2 separate regions of the Macaca mulatta genome follow, and region 2 is linked to region 1. A link is a contact called in public Hi-C data. All regions are on one chromosome and are shown on one strand. The core of a region is the stretch at or near the end of the contact, and the rest is flanking DNA. Distances in the headings are between cores, read along the strand shown. Region 1 overlaps PIK3AP1 (phosphoinositide-3-kinase adaptor protein 1). Region 2 holds the start of LCOR (ligand dependent nuclear receptor corepressor).

Evidence for each region. Hi-C and Micro-C count contacts between places; a contact is called where the count stands out from the background.
Region 2: a Hi-C map of cortical neurons shows a contact between it and region 1, with 3 times the contacts expected there. The contact joins the promoter of LCOR here to the enhancer-like site in region 1. A contact is called at or near these places in 4 of 14 Hi-C or Micro-C datasets (blood, cortical neurons, fetal cortical plate and 1 more).

Annotation. Positions count from the first base shown.
Region 1 is chr9:108,653,616-108,661,406 of T2T-MMU8v2.0, forward strand. All of the region lies in intron 8 of PIK3AP1 (phosphoinositide-3-kinase adaptor protein 1), which reads right to left. Among named protein-coding and RNA genes, the nearest start is that of TM9SF3, 54 kb to the left of the region's middle. Within about 2 kb of position 3,541, at least 6 of the 40 cell types and tissues checked have an H3K27ac peak or open chromatin away from gene starts, as enhancers often do. A contact at or near this core is called in cortical neurons, where this site is marked.
Region 2 is chr9:108,864,532-108,872,322 of T2T-MMU8v2.0, forward strand. LCOR (ligand dependent nuclear receptor corepressor) reads left to right here and starts at 4,891. Exons shown (of 6, transcript XM_077946998.1): 1 at 4,891-4,988. MIR607 (microRNA mir-607) reads left to right here and starts at 1,214; the gene lies at 1,214-1,308.

The sequences.
Region 1 (7,791 bases), core at 2,291-4,790:
ACAACCTGGACATACAGTGAACTACACAGAATATTATGTAAGTGAAGGGAGTCTGTTTCTAGACAAAGAGCATTTTGGGAGGGAAATCAGAACAAATCCCTGCATTCCTGGATGTTCAGGGTTTGTACTTCAGATCCTAAGCACTTATACTTCATGACTTGCAAATTAAAAATAAACCAAAATGCACTGAAACCTACTGGTCTGAGGAAAAAGTGCAAAGTTCTTTTATTTCAGCAAAGAAAAACAACAACAATGGCAAGGAGACTCTGGGGCCACAGCCTCCTACTGGAAAAGCCAGCTATAGAGTCACACTGCACTGTATTTAAGGAGTCAGTCAGAAAGAACCCACTCCTGGAATGCAAGAAGCTTGAACAGATGAGAGAACACCCAAGCAGGCACTTAATTAAAGAATAAATCAAGGGCAATAGTGAATTCTCAAAGACACCCATATGATACTCTTCGTGGGACACAGACCACTTAGCTGCAGTGGAAACTCCATCCAGATTATATGCTGTTAATTTAACAGAAAGCCAAGTGAGTATATAATACAGTGAAATGTCAGCTACTGAAAGACTATTCTTCTAGAAGGCTTTCAAACCCTGAAAGGAGGCCAAAAGAATTTTTTTTCCCCAGCAAGAATCTTTTGTGGCTAAAAAGAGAGTCTTAGAGCAAGGAGCATTATAGTCAAACATTTGAAGATAACCTGGAACCTAATGGGTCAGTTTGCCCCCAGGTAGAATGGTTTGACTGACCATGCCAATGAAAAAGTCCAGCTTTTCTGTACGCTAAAGAAGTAATGGGATGGCAGAAAGAGGGAGAGGGAGAGATGGGAGAGATATGCAATCACACACACACTCTCTCTCTGTGATAGTTAATTTATTTTATTTTTTGAGACAAGGTCCCACTCTGTCACCCAGGCTAGAGTGCAGGGGCACAATCATGGCCCACTGCAGCCTCAATTTCCCAGGTGATCCTCCCACCTGAGCCTCCTAACTACAGGCACGCACCACCATGTCTGGCTAATTTAAAAAAAAAATTTTTTTTTAAATGGGTTTTCGCCATATTGCCCAGGCTGATCTTGAACTCCTATACTCAAGCTATCTGCCCACTTTGGCCTCCCCAAGTGCTGAGATTACAGGCATGAGCCACCATGCCTGGCCTGTGATGGTCAATTTTAGGTGTCAACTTGACTGTATTAGGGAATACCTAGAGTGAGGGTGTTTCCAGAAGAGAAGCATGTGAGTAGAAAAGATCCACCCTCAATGTAGGCAGGCATCATCTCATCAGCTCAGGGCCCTAATGGAGCAAAAACAAACAAAAGGTGAACTGGTGTCTCCCCAGGGGCTGGCATACACTGCCATACACTCTTCTTCTCTGGGTTGGACATCAGAACTCCAGGCTCTCCACCCTTTGGACTATAGGACATACACTAGCTGCTCTCCCCTTGGGTTCTCAGGCTTTTGAGCTGAGACTGAGAGTTACACAATCAGCTTCCTGGTTCTGAGGCCTTTGGGCTACGTACTTTGGACTTCTGAGTTGATGCTGGAACAAGTTAAGACTTTTGGGGCAATTGGAAACGAATGAATGTATTTTGTATGTGAGAAGGACATGAATTTTGGAGGCTAGGAGCAGAGTGCTGATTTGAATGTGTGCCCCAAAATTTCATGTGTTGCAAACTTAATCCCTCCATCCTCATGAATGGATTAATGTTGCTATCGTGAGAGTGGGTTTATTATCACAGGAGTAGCTTTGTTATGAAAGCAAGACCCCTCTGGCTCTCCTACTCTTGTCCTTTTGCCATGTGAATACTTTCCACAATGTTATGACGCACAAGATGCCAGAACCATGCTCTTGGACTTTCCAGCCTCCAGAATCGTGAGCTAAATAAACTTATTTTCTTTACAAATTACCCAGTTCATGGTGTTCTGTTATAGCAACAGAAAACAGACTAAGACACACACACACACAAACACACACACACACACACGAGAATAGCAGTGTAAAGTTACAGGGCTAATGAGTGATGGTTGACATTGGCAATGAAGAAAGGACTGAGGATAAATAGTTTAGGAGAAGCTGCAAACAAGTTCTGTGGTTTTCTTATGCAGACAAATGCCTCAATACAGTACCCCCGGCAAGCACAAAGACCCTCTGTCATGCAGGAGTGAGTCTATGGGATGCATTTGTGGTGCTGTGCAGTGAGTCCCATGTGGTAGCCCACCTGAACACAGCCCCACCTACATTCTCAAAGCAGTGTTCTTTTCCTCCATAGCACTGTCACAGTTTGTGGTTATATATTCAGTTATGTGGTGTTTTTGTTTAACATCCAGCTCTCTCACTAGAATGTAAGCTTTGAAAGGCAAGTTTCATGCCAGCTTGTTTAATGACTCATCATCACCTAGCACAGCGTGATTTAAACACGAGAGGTTTCATAAATATTTGTTGAATGGATGAATGAACAAACTAATAAAGGAAAAACAAACGAACACATGAATATGAAGGCATCTGGGCTTTGTGAAGGAATCTGGGCATTTCCCAAGCTGAGAAAAGAGAAAGGCAATTTAGGCAGAAGGAAGAATCAAGTGTATGGGAACATGAAAGAAAAGGCAGCTTGTAGTGACCAATGGAGTTACTGCCACCCTGAGATGTCCCACACTCGGGGACACCTAACAGATGTCTCAGTACCACCTATGAGGCGGGTGAGGTCTTTGCACTGGAATACCGACACACTATTCCACCCACAAAGTCGAGAATTACATCTTATTTTCTGGTAGCTCAAATTCAAGAAATCGTTGAACACCTATTGTGTACAGCACTGGGATGGGCATTGTGGATGATACAAAGCTGTAAGACATGCTTCCTATCGAGGCCAGGAGAGGGTGACCAGAGAAGCCTGTATATAACTAGAGCCCCAGGGGATGTGTGTGCAGTGTCCCAAGGAAAGCATGACCTGAAAGCTGTGCAGGTTCAGAGGGGAGCAAGGTTGCTGCTGGCGATGGGGATTTTATCTTTTTAAAACATTCAATCCAGCATGCTTTCACTAAGTCCCTATGTCCCCAACATAGTTCGTGTATTTATGGAGGAGCAAAAAGCAACAAGAAGTCAGGAGGTACACTGAGCTCATCTCCCTGCTCCCCAGTGGATTCTGTCCTTGCAGGTGAGAATTCATGCTGTGCACCCAGGCCCACGGGTCTTGAGGCATCTCTTGGCTCTACTCGCCAGAATCCTCCCAAAAGGGATGCCAGGAGGATGACAGAGCCTCAGCAGTCACAGGGAGGGAGGCTCCTGAGAGAAAAGGATGCAGATAGGAAAGACAGTATGTCTCATAAGCAAACCAGTAATGTAGTCATTTTGCATACAAATCATCCTTCAGTTGGTTTCAGACCTACAGGGCTGGGCTGTGAGGTTCTTTACAGTCCCCAAGTGTGCCCCCAGCTCAGACAGAACCCAGCTTGCAGAGAGGGGCTGTAATCAGAGAGATCAGGTAAAGAAAACACTGCAGGAAATGATCTGTTACAAAGATGCCAGTTACCAAGGAGGTTGCTAAGGGAAGCTGGCAAGTTAGCTAGAGCTAAGTCAGCTCTCCACTACATAAACACTTGAGCTACAGAACAATGAGGTAGGGATCAGGGGTTCAGAAGAAAAGTTCAGTGCAGGGGTAACATGGAGCAGAACAGTCCTCTGGGATTGATTAGTGAGTCTGCAGTTTCTAACGGCAAGATGATAACACCTTTCTCCTTTCGTTCCTTTCGCTTTGTGGAAGAAAAATGAGGCTCTCAGGTATTGAAGCAAAGCTACAACCCACAAAGCAGATTACCTTGGAAACAGACTGGACAAGGGCCTCCCAGAACTGGCTCCCAAGGCCATTCTACCCAGAGCCTCAGAGAGGTGACCAGTCACTGGGCAAGCTTTCAACACAAAATTAATCACCTAGGTCCAGGGACCACCAGGAGTTAACATATCATTCTCCAAGGTAAGGGCAGGGGACAAAGAACTAAGACAGAAAAAGATGAGGAGATAGTGAAAGCACCCACGGACATTTGCCTGGAGTTTTATTTAATGTTTGCATAAGCTTGTCCTCAATAAAGACATTTTATCTCTTACATAATAAGGTGTGGAAGTTGATGCTTTAAATATGTGGGGTCTTTTTTTTTTTTTTTTTTTTTTTTTGAGACAGGGTCCCATTTTGTTAGCAGGCTGGAATGCAGTGGCGCAGTCATGGCTCACTGCAGCCTTGAATGCCCAGGCTCAAGCAATTCTCCCACCAGAGCCTCCTGAGTAGCTGGGACCACAGGCATGTGCCACCATGCCCAGCTAATTTTTAAAAATTTTTTTGCAGAAACGAGGTCTTACTATGCTGCCCAGGCTGGTCTCAAATTCCTGGGTTCAAGCAATCCTCCCGCCTCAGCCTCCCAAAATGCTGGGATTACAGGTATGAGCCACCATGCCCGACTGATCTGTGGGGCCTTGATCAAAAAATTCTCAAGAGAATTGGGAGCAAAGTTGAAGGTTTGATAACAAAGACACATAGTTACCACCTGGTGGCAGCATATCTAAACTAAAGAGTTGTGAGTGTGACGTGTGTGCGTGTGTGTGTGTGTGTGTGTGTGTGTGTACACCCACGCAAGCAAGTTCAGGGGAAGGAGAGATTGGAGCAGAATTGTACGATCTCATGGTCAGAACCCAACACCTCTCTCCAACCCCATTTCAGTTAACACTGGGAGCTTCCCCTATAACCTTCCAACTCAGGTGGTTGCCTTGGATTCTCTTTGGAGAAGCAACCTCATTACCACCCCTTTCCCAAACTCAAGTCAGAAAGATTTGTCCCAACAACAGTTAGGTGATCTCCAAAGCAGTGGTCTGAAACCGGCCTAAAGCCTGCCACCCTATAATGTTTGTACTGTGAGCGAATCAATGAGTAAGCGACTGAGTGAATGAACACAGCCTAATTTCCTTAATATGGTTATTTTCAGCCTCTAGGGTTACCACAGTCAATGGTGGGGCACTGATAAATGTGGCAATCTAGACATTTAGAAATAGCCCCTGTATAAGTGTCTATCTCAGGGCTGACAAATGCAGACCCTAGAAAGGCAGGCCAGGAGAGCCCTATATTCCAGTGGGACAGCAGACAGATTTGCCTCCTGGGAATTCGAAGACACAGATTCCTGATCCAGTCCTCCCTTGATGGGACTTAGGTAAGTTACTAAATCTTGGAGCCTTAGTTTTCTTTCCTGTGAAACAGAGATCATCCTATGCACTAAACCCTAGGGTGGTCAGGTGAGATCACGGAGACACAGGCAGTCCGTGGACTTTGAAAGGGCTGCCAGGTGTTCCAAGTTATTACTCTGCTGGGGGGTGCTGCAAATACGCATTTTAGATTTAGCAGTTTGTCCTTTATCCTACTTCTTTATGAATTAAGCTACCTTGTCACCTACTGAGCCACCCTTAGGAAAATGAATTATTCCTCCCCAAGTCCAAGTTGCTGCTGCTTCTGAGCCAGGAGGTAAGCGATCATTCTCAAGGTTAAACTTGACAGCCACAGGGACAGAAACACAAACCAAACCATGTCTAGAGTCAGAAAATTCAGAGTTCATATAATCGGGGAAATGAAAAATGTGGGCCAGCCACGGTGGCTCACGCCTGTAATCCCAGCAGAGTAATAACTTGGAACACCTGGCAGCACTTGGAATAACTTGGAACACTTTGGTTTGGGAAGCCAAGGCAGACGGATTGCTTGAGCTGACAAGTTCAAGACCAGCCTGGGCAACATCACAAAATCCCATCTATATGAAAAATACAAAAAATTAACTGGGCATGGTGGTTCATGCCTGTAGTCCCAGTAACTCGGGAGGCTTAGGTGGGAGGACGGCTTGAGCCGGGAGGCAGTGGTTACAGGGAGCTGGGATTGCTGGGATTGTGCCACTGCACTCTAGCCTGAGCAATAGAGCCAGAACTTGTCTCAAAAAAAAAAAAAAAAAGAAGGAAGGCAGGCAGCAAGGAAGGAAGGAAAAAGAAAAATGCGGTGAGTTTCCTTTTCCTATGCAAAAAGCAGCCAAATGTGACAGCCTGCCTCCCCCACTGGTGGCCTCCTTCCAGCTCCACGGCACCCAGAAGCCCCCTGGCCCGGGTGACTTTACAAGTTGCCAGTTGGCTACAAACCAGGCTAGCTCCACAGCACACTGCTGCCTTGGGAAGCCCTGGTAAACCTCACCGATCCTGCTGTGAGGGGCCCAGCAGACCAGGAATAATGGGAGAGACACCTTTGGCATTCCCTGAAGGTTTCCAGTGCTGTGGTGGGAGCATGGCATGTGTTAGAATATCCAGGGGGACAAGTGTAAGGCTCTGTCAACCCTAAACTGCCAATAAAGTAGGGCTTTCTTTAACTGTCCAGTAGTTTCATAGCAAAGACACAGGGCAGAAAGGATGATGCAGTCTCCAGATTCAAGTGGGTACTGGTGGTTCTCCAAGTGTTCTTTTGTGAGTGAGTCCCTATTCCACAATGGAAAGGATTGGTCCTACCCACTTCCCTGCCTGTATCTCCAACAACCAGAAGAGATCAGTAACTGAAATGTGCTAGATGCTCCAGAAATGCTTATTGGGTATATGGATAGGATGATGGGCAAGGCTAGGGGGCGCCAGAGGCTGCTTTGTTATCCAATATCTGGAGTTGCAGATAGGGGAAGAAAGGCTATAGAGGCTAGATGGTTTTTCCAAAAGGAACCACGACTAAAATGCGTGGTGTTGGATAACAATTTCTGCCACAGTATACAGAATATGGTCCTAATGACAGAGAAATCTGGATTCAAATCTGGGCTCTATCACTGATTGGCTGTGACACTTTGGGAATGTTCAGTCCCTCTGTGCCTCTGTTTCCCCATTTGTAAAGTGCAGGTAAGAAAAGCATCCTAGTGGGTAGCTTTCGGACTTCAGTGAGATCAAGGGTGTGGATGGTAGTGATGGTGCTTTCTCTCCCCACATCCATGTCAAGGCACAGCTCATTTGGGAAGAGCTTCCCCCAGCACTTCCAAGCCTCCCAGTTAGGTGCTGGAGGGAGCTTTTATTGCTCTTTCCCCTAAAGGAGCACCCAATCTAACTGACAAACACCTAAACAACCACTGGACCACATCTTGCAGGTTCTGGGATCGGTGTCAAAGGCTTGCTGGCATCAGAGACTGCCTCTGGCCCTCTGATCAACCTATGCCTTCTCTCCAAGGCACCCTGTTGGCGCCTGCTCTTCCATGAGTTCACGGATGGGAAAGTCAGGCCCGCCTCCCTGTGGGCCCAGGGCCCTACTGTCTTCTTTTCAGGCTGAAGGCTTGTAATACTCAATCTAGCCCATTCCAGAAACTTCCCCATCCATAATGTTGATACCTTGGTGGATACTTCTCTTTCTTGAATCTATTAATGAAACCCATAGGGAAGGAGGGTTAAGTCTCCAGTGGTGCCTCCGCATGCTTAGCATTTGATAGCGAATGATGGTAACACATGAATAAGCCTCTTAGAGGGCCTGCTGTGTGGGTCTCCTGCTTCAACTCCAGTATGTGCGTGGAGATCACATCCACTGTTACCTAGATCAGTGGTTCTCAAGGGTGGTGGCACTGCCCCCCTGGGGCATTTGGAAAAATCTATGAGGGTGTTTTGGGTGGTCACCAAGGAGATGGCATTTAGTAAAAGGGGGAAGGACCCTAGACATCCTGCCATGTGTGGGACAGCCCTGCCCATTGAAGAGGTGTTTCACGTCCCTCGTGACTTTCAAATATTCCTCTAGACATACATTTAAGTTTTAAAAAG
Region 2 (7,791 bases), core at 3,641-6,140, 210 kb after region 1:
TCTCACTTGCCTTTGATACTAAAACACTGGTTCAGGCTGGTGTCAGAGGCATTAGTAGCTGTAATCTTTTCCTCTGCCAAGAGGGTGGGCACCACCTCCATCCAATATATTAGTAAACAGTAGATCTCCAATAATGATCGTCCTTTCTGACTGGTAGGATGAAGATAATGGGGAAAGAGCCCAAGAGGAATCTTTTGCAGTTGGTGGTGGTTGGGGGGCGGGGGTTGATGGTTCTAGAACTCTAGAACAAGCTTAGTGACATGGGGGTAGTGGGCACCCAAACCCACAGCTGTATCAAGGAAACCTCCAAGAAGGGAACTGCCTCAAAACAGACAAGTCAGTAGCTGTGTAGGAACTAGGAGCTTTTGGATGTGAGGGTAAAACCATGTTGCCAGGCAGAAAAGATCTCATTTATGTGGAAAGGCAGCATCCGGCTGGGACAGTCAAACGTTTCTACCATACTAAAACATGCACCAAAGACCCAGAGCCAAGAGCCCATGAATAAGCCAAGAGCTGCCACTCCTCTCACTGCCACCCTCCATTGTGCCTGCTTTCAGATGGACACTTTAAATGAGAGAATATTATGGTATGTGAAATATATCTCAATAAAACTACAGAAGAAAAATAAATGTCACACATACAACATAAAGTAAAATCATAAAGTTTCCTAGGCCAGTGGCATACAGTAGGCAGGCTAAAAAGAGAGAAGCTCTGAAAGTTATTTATGTATTTATTTACTTATTGAAGCAGGGTCTTGCTGTGTTGCCCAGGCTGGAGTGCAGTGGCATGATATCAGCTCACTGCAACCTCTGTCTCCCGGCTTCAAGTGATTCTCCTGCTTCAGCCTCCAAAGAAGCTGGGATTACAGGTGCGCCACCATACCCGCTATTTTGTATTTTTGGTAGAGACGGGGGTTTCACCATGTTGTCCAGGCTGGTCTCGAACTCCTGACCTCATGTGATCCTCCCGGTTTGGCCTCCCAAAGTGCTGAAATTACAGGCGTGAGCCACCGCGCCTGGCTTGAAAGTCTTTTATTAAGCAAAAAGAACCACTACATGAGTAGTTTCTCAAAAAGACCAAAAGCCTTGTGACCAAGTGACGTGACTTCCCTTCTGTCTGGCTAGGTCTCGTCTCTGCTGCTAGGTCTCATTTCCCCGAAATAGCACAGGAGGCAAAAAATAGTGTGATGGTTATAGAGCTGGCTTTAAGTAACTCGCCCAAAGTCACACAGGTTATAGATCTGGATTGGAACCCAGGTAGCCAGACTGCCTGGGTTTGAATCCAGATCTGTAACCTGTGTGACTTTGGACAAGTTACTTAACCTCTCTGTGCTCTGTTATAAAATGGGGATACTTGACTGGGTTGTTTCGAAGAATAAATAACATAATCTTTGAAACATGCTTCAAAAAGCATCTGTTGCTTATTGGAATTTATTTGAAGTTGACTTTTTTTTTTAAAAAAGCCTCCCATTAGGACGTACTTTTTTTAGAAGGCCCCAATCATTTCATCCTCCCATTTGTCAAAGATCATTTCTATGTTGCATGCCACCTTTAATAAGACACCGGGTAGTAGTTGATCTAATGCTGATAAGCCAAGTCCTACTCCCCTTCTCTGACACTCCTTTTCTGCTATTGTGAGAACTATAAAATATGACTTGGAGAAGGTTGTTTTCAAAGGCTGAGGTCATTGCTGTCATTCCTTCATACTCTCACAGATTGACTCCAAACTGCAGAAGCATCTTGGTTTCCCATCATTCTGCAGACTGGGCCAGGAGATAGGAGCTTAGGAAGGCCTAATCAGAGAACAGATGCTCATTTCATGCTAACAATGTGCTAGCGCTGTACGTGAATAGCTTCATTTCATTTTCACGTAAACCCCGTCTTGTAGACTATTATTCTCCTCTTTTTCACATGAGGAAATTAATGACCAGAAAAGTTAATTTGTCAAAGTCACACAGCCACTGAGAAATGGAGCCAGAATTCCAACCCAGCTGTCTTCAGATCCTATTAACTGCCATGTTATATTGCCTGCCCCTCCCTAGAATGTAAAAGAGTTTACAGCTAAGGCCCTCTTTCACAGTAGCCCAAAGCAACAGAGTTCAGAAATTGTGTCTTAGCTATCTGTGTGTCCTCGGTGCCTAGGACACCGCCTGCCATGTGATAGGAACTCAAGAGTGTTTGTCCAACTGCTTAACTGTGCACGGAACATGTCATGTAGAATTAAATGAATCCCCCAGTTGCAGAGTCTATTTTCTACTTATAAGACTATTTATTTGTTTATTTACTTAATTATTTATTCATCAAGATGGAGTCTCAACTCTGTCGCCCAGGTTGGAGTGCAGTGGTGCGATCTCGGCTCACTGCAATCTCCGCTTCCCGGGTTCGAAGGATTCTCCTGCCTCAGCCTCTTGAGTAGCTGGGATTACAGGTGCCCTTCACCACGCCTGGCTAATTTTTGTATTTTTAGTAGAGATGGGGTTTCACCATGTTGGCAAGGCTGGTCTTGAACTCCTGACCTCAGGTGATCTGCCCACCTCAGCCTCCCAGAGTGCTGAGATTACAGGCAGGAGCCACCACGCCAAGCCAATTTTCTACTTCTAACACAATTTAGAGGGGTTGTTGTCGAGTCACAGAGATCTTAGTTAGAATTTGGTAGCTATGTGATCTTGACAAACGTATTTAACTCATCTGAGTCTTGTGTCCCTAACTTGGAAAATGTGGTAAATATCTACTCATAGCATTATTATTTGGATGGAATGAAACAATGCTGCAATGATAAACATATAGTAGGTGGTCAATGAATATTAGCTGTTACTATTGCCTCCCTATCCTTTCTTCCAAACAGGTCTTTGTGACAGGTCAATCATGAGTTAGTTCCCAACTCAAAATAAGTGAGGCAGAAACTGGAACTTTTCAAAGTAGAGTAGTGGAACTAGCATTAAATTGGAAATTGGGAATCTTGTCTCCTGGCTTTTGTTGCCCTTTCTCTACCCAGCAACCATGTAATCTTGGTCAAGTCACCTTACTTGTCTGGGCTTCCAATTTCATATCTTAAGGTACAGAATTGATCTCTGAAGCCTCTAGGATTGTCTGAATCCATACGTCTGAAACTAAGAGATTATGTCGAGGAATTATTACCCTTGGCTTGATTGTTTTTTAAACAAATTAACGTGGGAGTGGTTGGAAAATACATTTTTGCTCATCTTAGAGTTACACGTTGTTCATTTATTTGAAACTGAAACGTACCTCCTCCAAACACCTTAGAAACTTGGTTAAAGGCTGCAAAAGACTCAAACCCACCACCTAGCGGCGAAGACAGGAAGTTTCAGGTGATACAACATGTCCTGCCATCACACCTGAAGGATGGTTGTCCATAGCCATTTTTAAAAATCTCGTATTAGTTCTCTTCCCTCAACACTCAGAACAGTATTATGTACCCAGAAACTCAATACTTCTGGCGTCTTCATTTGACAGTACTCTTAAGCCAACGAAATACTGTGGACGTTTGAGAATTTTAGAAAGCTCAATGTTTTAAGATTGGCGGGGTGGGGTGGGAGTAGGGGGAGGGGAAGGTGCCTTCCTACCCTCGCATTTGCATCTCAAGCCACCCGTACCCGAGGCCCACCCAGTCCATCCGTTTATTGGTAGATACGCCATTCCGCCAGTGGCTGGTGCGGAGAACCACCTTTGAAAACACCTAAATCAATACACCAATGGGATCCCTGATGTCAAGTATTTAACGACTTTGCTTTACCTACTACAGTAATTAAAATTAAGTCTTCAAACTTAAATTTAAATTTCTAAAAGCAGTAATGCACTGTCTTTAATCTTAAACACCAAAGGTGGTAGAAAGAGGCCAAAATCCTAGGGTACTAGGCCTACTGGTATAGGGCGATCTCTTCTGCTTTTTTCTTTCCACCTCATTTCTTTGCCCTTTCTCCTTTCGTTCCCCATCTTCCCTGTCTCTTCAAAGTAACAGTCACAAAATTAAGACCAGCATTATGTTTAAATGAAACAGGTAGTGCTCTGTGTAGCCTGATTCAATTATTTCAAGAGGGTTGCTCATCGAAAATATTTGTCTTCAAGCCCTTTCCTGAAATCTCAAATTAAAGCAATTCCAATACTCTGCTTTAAGTATTCCTAGTTAAGTCTATTTTTGGAAATATTAAATATTCTCACTTTAGCACAATGTTCCGAAATTCCCTGAACAGTTCGCCTATGATCAGTCTTGCTAGTAGAAACTTTTTTTTTTAATTTAAAACGCTTGATTTCCACTTTTTACTAGGTTTCCCAATGTTAGCTAAGTCTCCCAATGACTTAATAACGTGTTTCCATTTCACCTTTGAAAATCTTAAGAGTTCAGTGCATCCACGGGCATCCGGGCATTTATTCTTATTTCTGCTTCTTAAACAGGCTCTGGGGAGGAGCAGTTTCGACCGAGAAGTTCATAGCAGCAGTTATTACGGAACTTGCAACAGTTGGTGCCGGGCGATAGGCAGATTGGAAGTGATAAATGGGGCTGGTGTAAAAAACAAAAAGCCCAGGGGAGGGCGGGGGCAGCCGTGGCCTTGGGGGACAGTGCGAGGGCGGCGCGGGGCCGGCGGGGCTGAGCTCCGGCTGTGGGAAGGCGCCGTTCCGGGCGGCCAGAGGCGGCGGCAGCCGCGGAGAAGGACGGCGGGATCGCAGCCCGGCGGGCGGCGGGCGGCGCGCGGGCGAGAGAGCCCAGGCCGCCCCCGGGCCACGCCGGGGCCACGGTGAGGTGAGGCCGGCCCTGCCCCCGCACCGCCCCCGGCGGGAGGCGCGACGCCCGGGCCGCGGGTGCGTGCGCGGCCCCGGGCGACGCGGCTGGGCGTGCGCGGGGCCGCGGCGGAGGCTGGGCCGGGCGGGCGGCAGAAGATGGCGAGGGTGTGTAGGCGGCAGCAATGCTCCGTTGAGAAACGCGGCTTTCGGCAAGAACTGGATTCGTGGCGCCACAAGCTCATTCACTGTGTAGGTGAGACCCTCCGCCGACCGCCGCCGCCCCTCCGGCCGCTCCGCCGCCGGCCGCCCCGGACCAGGGAGGGAGCTGGGGAAGTGGCAATTGCTGCTCCGGCCCGCCCGCCCTCTTTGGCTCGAGCGTCCCCCCCTCCCCCACCCCCCGGAGTGCGAGCGCGCGCGACCTCCAGGCAGGCTACCCCGTTCGGCCGAGCGCGCGCCGGCCCCTCCTCTCCGCGCGCCTCCCCGGGGCGGGCTCTCGGCGGCAGCGCGTGTTCCTCCCCCTCCCGCTCTCCATCCCCGCCCGCTGGCTCCCCTCCGTCCCCGCTCCCGCCCCTGCTCCCGCTCTTGCTACCGCTCCGGGCCCGGCGCCCGCCGCCGCCGCCGTCTTATTGTGGCGACTCGCCCCGCGGCCCTGCCGCTGTAGTGGGGGTGGCGGGAGGGGCGCGGCCGTGCTCGGCCCCCACCCGCGCTCCGGCCGCAGCCGTCCTCCTCCCGCGCCACCCCTCCCCCACGCGCGGGGCGCGCCCCCAGCCCTGCGTGCACGCGCGGCGGGCGGCAGGCGGGCGCCCGGCGCTCGGGCGTGTGCGAAGCGTGAGGTGGAGATGGGGGCGGAGGGAGCTGGAGCTGTCACAGTCCCCGGGTGCGCCTGACCGAGCCAAGTGGGGTGTCATGGCCGCGGGGGGCAGCGGCTGCACTTCCTCAGCGGGCGGCGGCGGCCGGGGAGTTAATCCTCGACGCACGGGTCGGTGTGTGCGTATTTGTGTTCGGTGTCGTGCCGCGGGGAGGAGGGGGTGGGACTGGGTCCGACCGAGGAGCCTCGGCGGGGGTAGCTCTCGTCCCCTCCGGGGGATTGGCCGGAGCCGCAGCCTCGCCCGAATGCCCCGTCCGCCCCCCGCCTCCTGGACCTTGGGCCGCCCTCGGGTGGCTTTTTCCCTGCGGGCCGGAGGGAGCGCGGACGGGGGCGTCCCGGGAGGGGCCGGGCGGCCGAGCTGCGCCTCTCACACTGTGTGTTTTGTCTGTTTTTCTCTCCCAAGGTCCCGTTTCCCTCTGTGCGGCGGCCGGCGGGACCATAAGGGCTTAACTCATATATTTAACCCCCCTCCAAAAAGTAAGTGGCCCGTGTGGTGTCTCCGCTCCGCCCGCCGCCCCCTAGCCCCAGTTCATCCTTGTGTCTGACTCTCCTGTCCTCCAGCATTGTTACTTCCCCGTCTTTGCTTCGGTGCTGCTGGTGTGTGGGGAGATGCCCTCTCGTCCGCTGTCCCCCACGCCCAGTCCTCGGGGAGGCCCAGAATTCCAGCCCTGTCTCCCCCAGGGGAATATTCTTGGGAACCAGGTCTTCCCGGCAGAATGTAGGAGAATCTATCCGTTCGCTTGGGCCCCTCATCCCCTCCTTCCCGACAGGGTTTCGTTGGAAGGAATTATGCAAATCCTGCTTTCTGGTGTCCATTCAGCGGCAATTTCATGCGGTGAGAAGTTCTCTTTGTTGTGCGAGGGGGAGAACAGACACTGATTTAATAGACATATCTGTTGGGGGGAAGGGTGGAGGGGGTGTGGAGAGGCTCAGTTTGGAAGAATTACAGCACTTGGTTAGCTCAATGTCTTTGTGTTTGAGCCTTCTGGCTTGACAGGAGGGTCTGCCCTTTACAATGTTCCACAAGGGGTGTTTTCGATAATAGATTGAAAAGCAAAACTGAAACTTTAAACAAGTGAAAAATCAGGTAACCTTTACTTGAAGAATATACGCCTTTCCATTTCTACAGGGTTTCATTACGAACATGTATAGCGTGAGTTTCGTTAAGGATTTAGACTGTAACACCAAAATTAATATAGACAACAATGCTTTAAGGTATGTGATACCACTTTGGTTGTCCAAAGGTTAAAAGTGCATTTTCAAACATATGCTTGTGCAAATAATAAAGGCATGAGTCATTTTTTTGGTATAATTCATCTCATGAATATATTTTAAAAATCCCCTTCTGCCAATCCAAGACCAGTGCTGCCCTCCAGGAAACAGCCTTTTGGCTCTCAGTTATCCTGTACTCTGCTCTATCTCTACTTGTTTTATTCTTTCAAACCTATTATACTTTTACTAAAATGTCACGTCGGTTTAAGTACTTTTTGAATTACTTGTTATTTCGTACTATCATAGAAGAGAGCATATAGCAGGTTTTGAGAAGCATGAAATTGCGTTTTCAGAATTGTGGGTTAGTATCAAATGCTGGAATTGTTTTGAATAATTTTTGGTTCTTGTATGTTTCACATTTGTTAGTGATTGGTTTTTTCAGCAGGGCTTTTTAGTCTTTGAAAGATTTTTAAATTTATAATGTAGTCCTGTCCTGTAGATTTTCTAAGTTCCATGTTGCTTTAGTTTAGATGATTTTAATTAGTGTGTCTTATTCTAATTCTCTTTGCTTTTAATCCTGGCCTCCTGCCTCGGGACCCCATTTTATCAGTCATTGCTAGTTAGTGATTAGTTACTGCTGCTTGACAAGGTGTGTGTGTGTTGTTGTTCTTTTTTGTTTGTTTGTTTTTTTGAGACGGAGTTTCGCTCTGTTGCCCTGGCTGGAGTGCAGTTGCGCCATCTCGGCACACTGCAACCTCCGCCTCCCAGGTTCAAGGGGTTCTTCTACCTAAGCCTCCCGAGTAGCTGGGACTACAGGCGTGCGCCACCACGCCCAGCTAATTTTTAGTGGAGACGGGGTTTCCCCATATTGGCCAGGCTGGTCTCGAACTCCTGACCTCCTGATCCGCTTGCCTCGGCTTCCCAAAGTGCTGAGATTACAGGTGTGAGCCACCGTGCCCGGCCGTGTTTTTG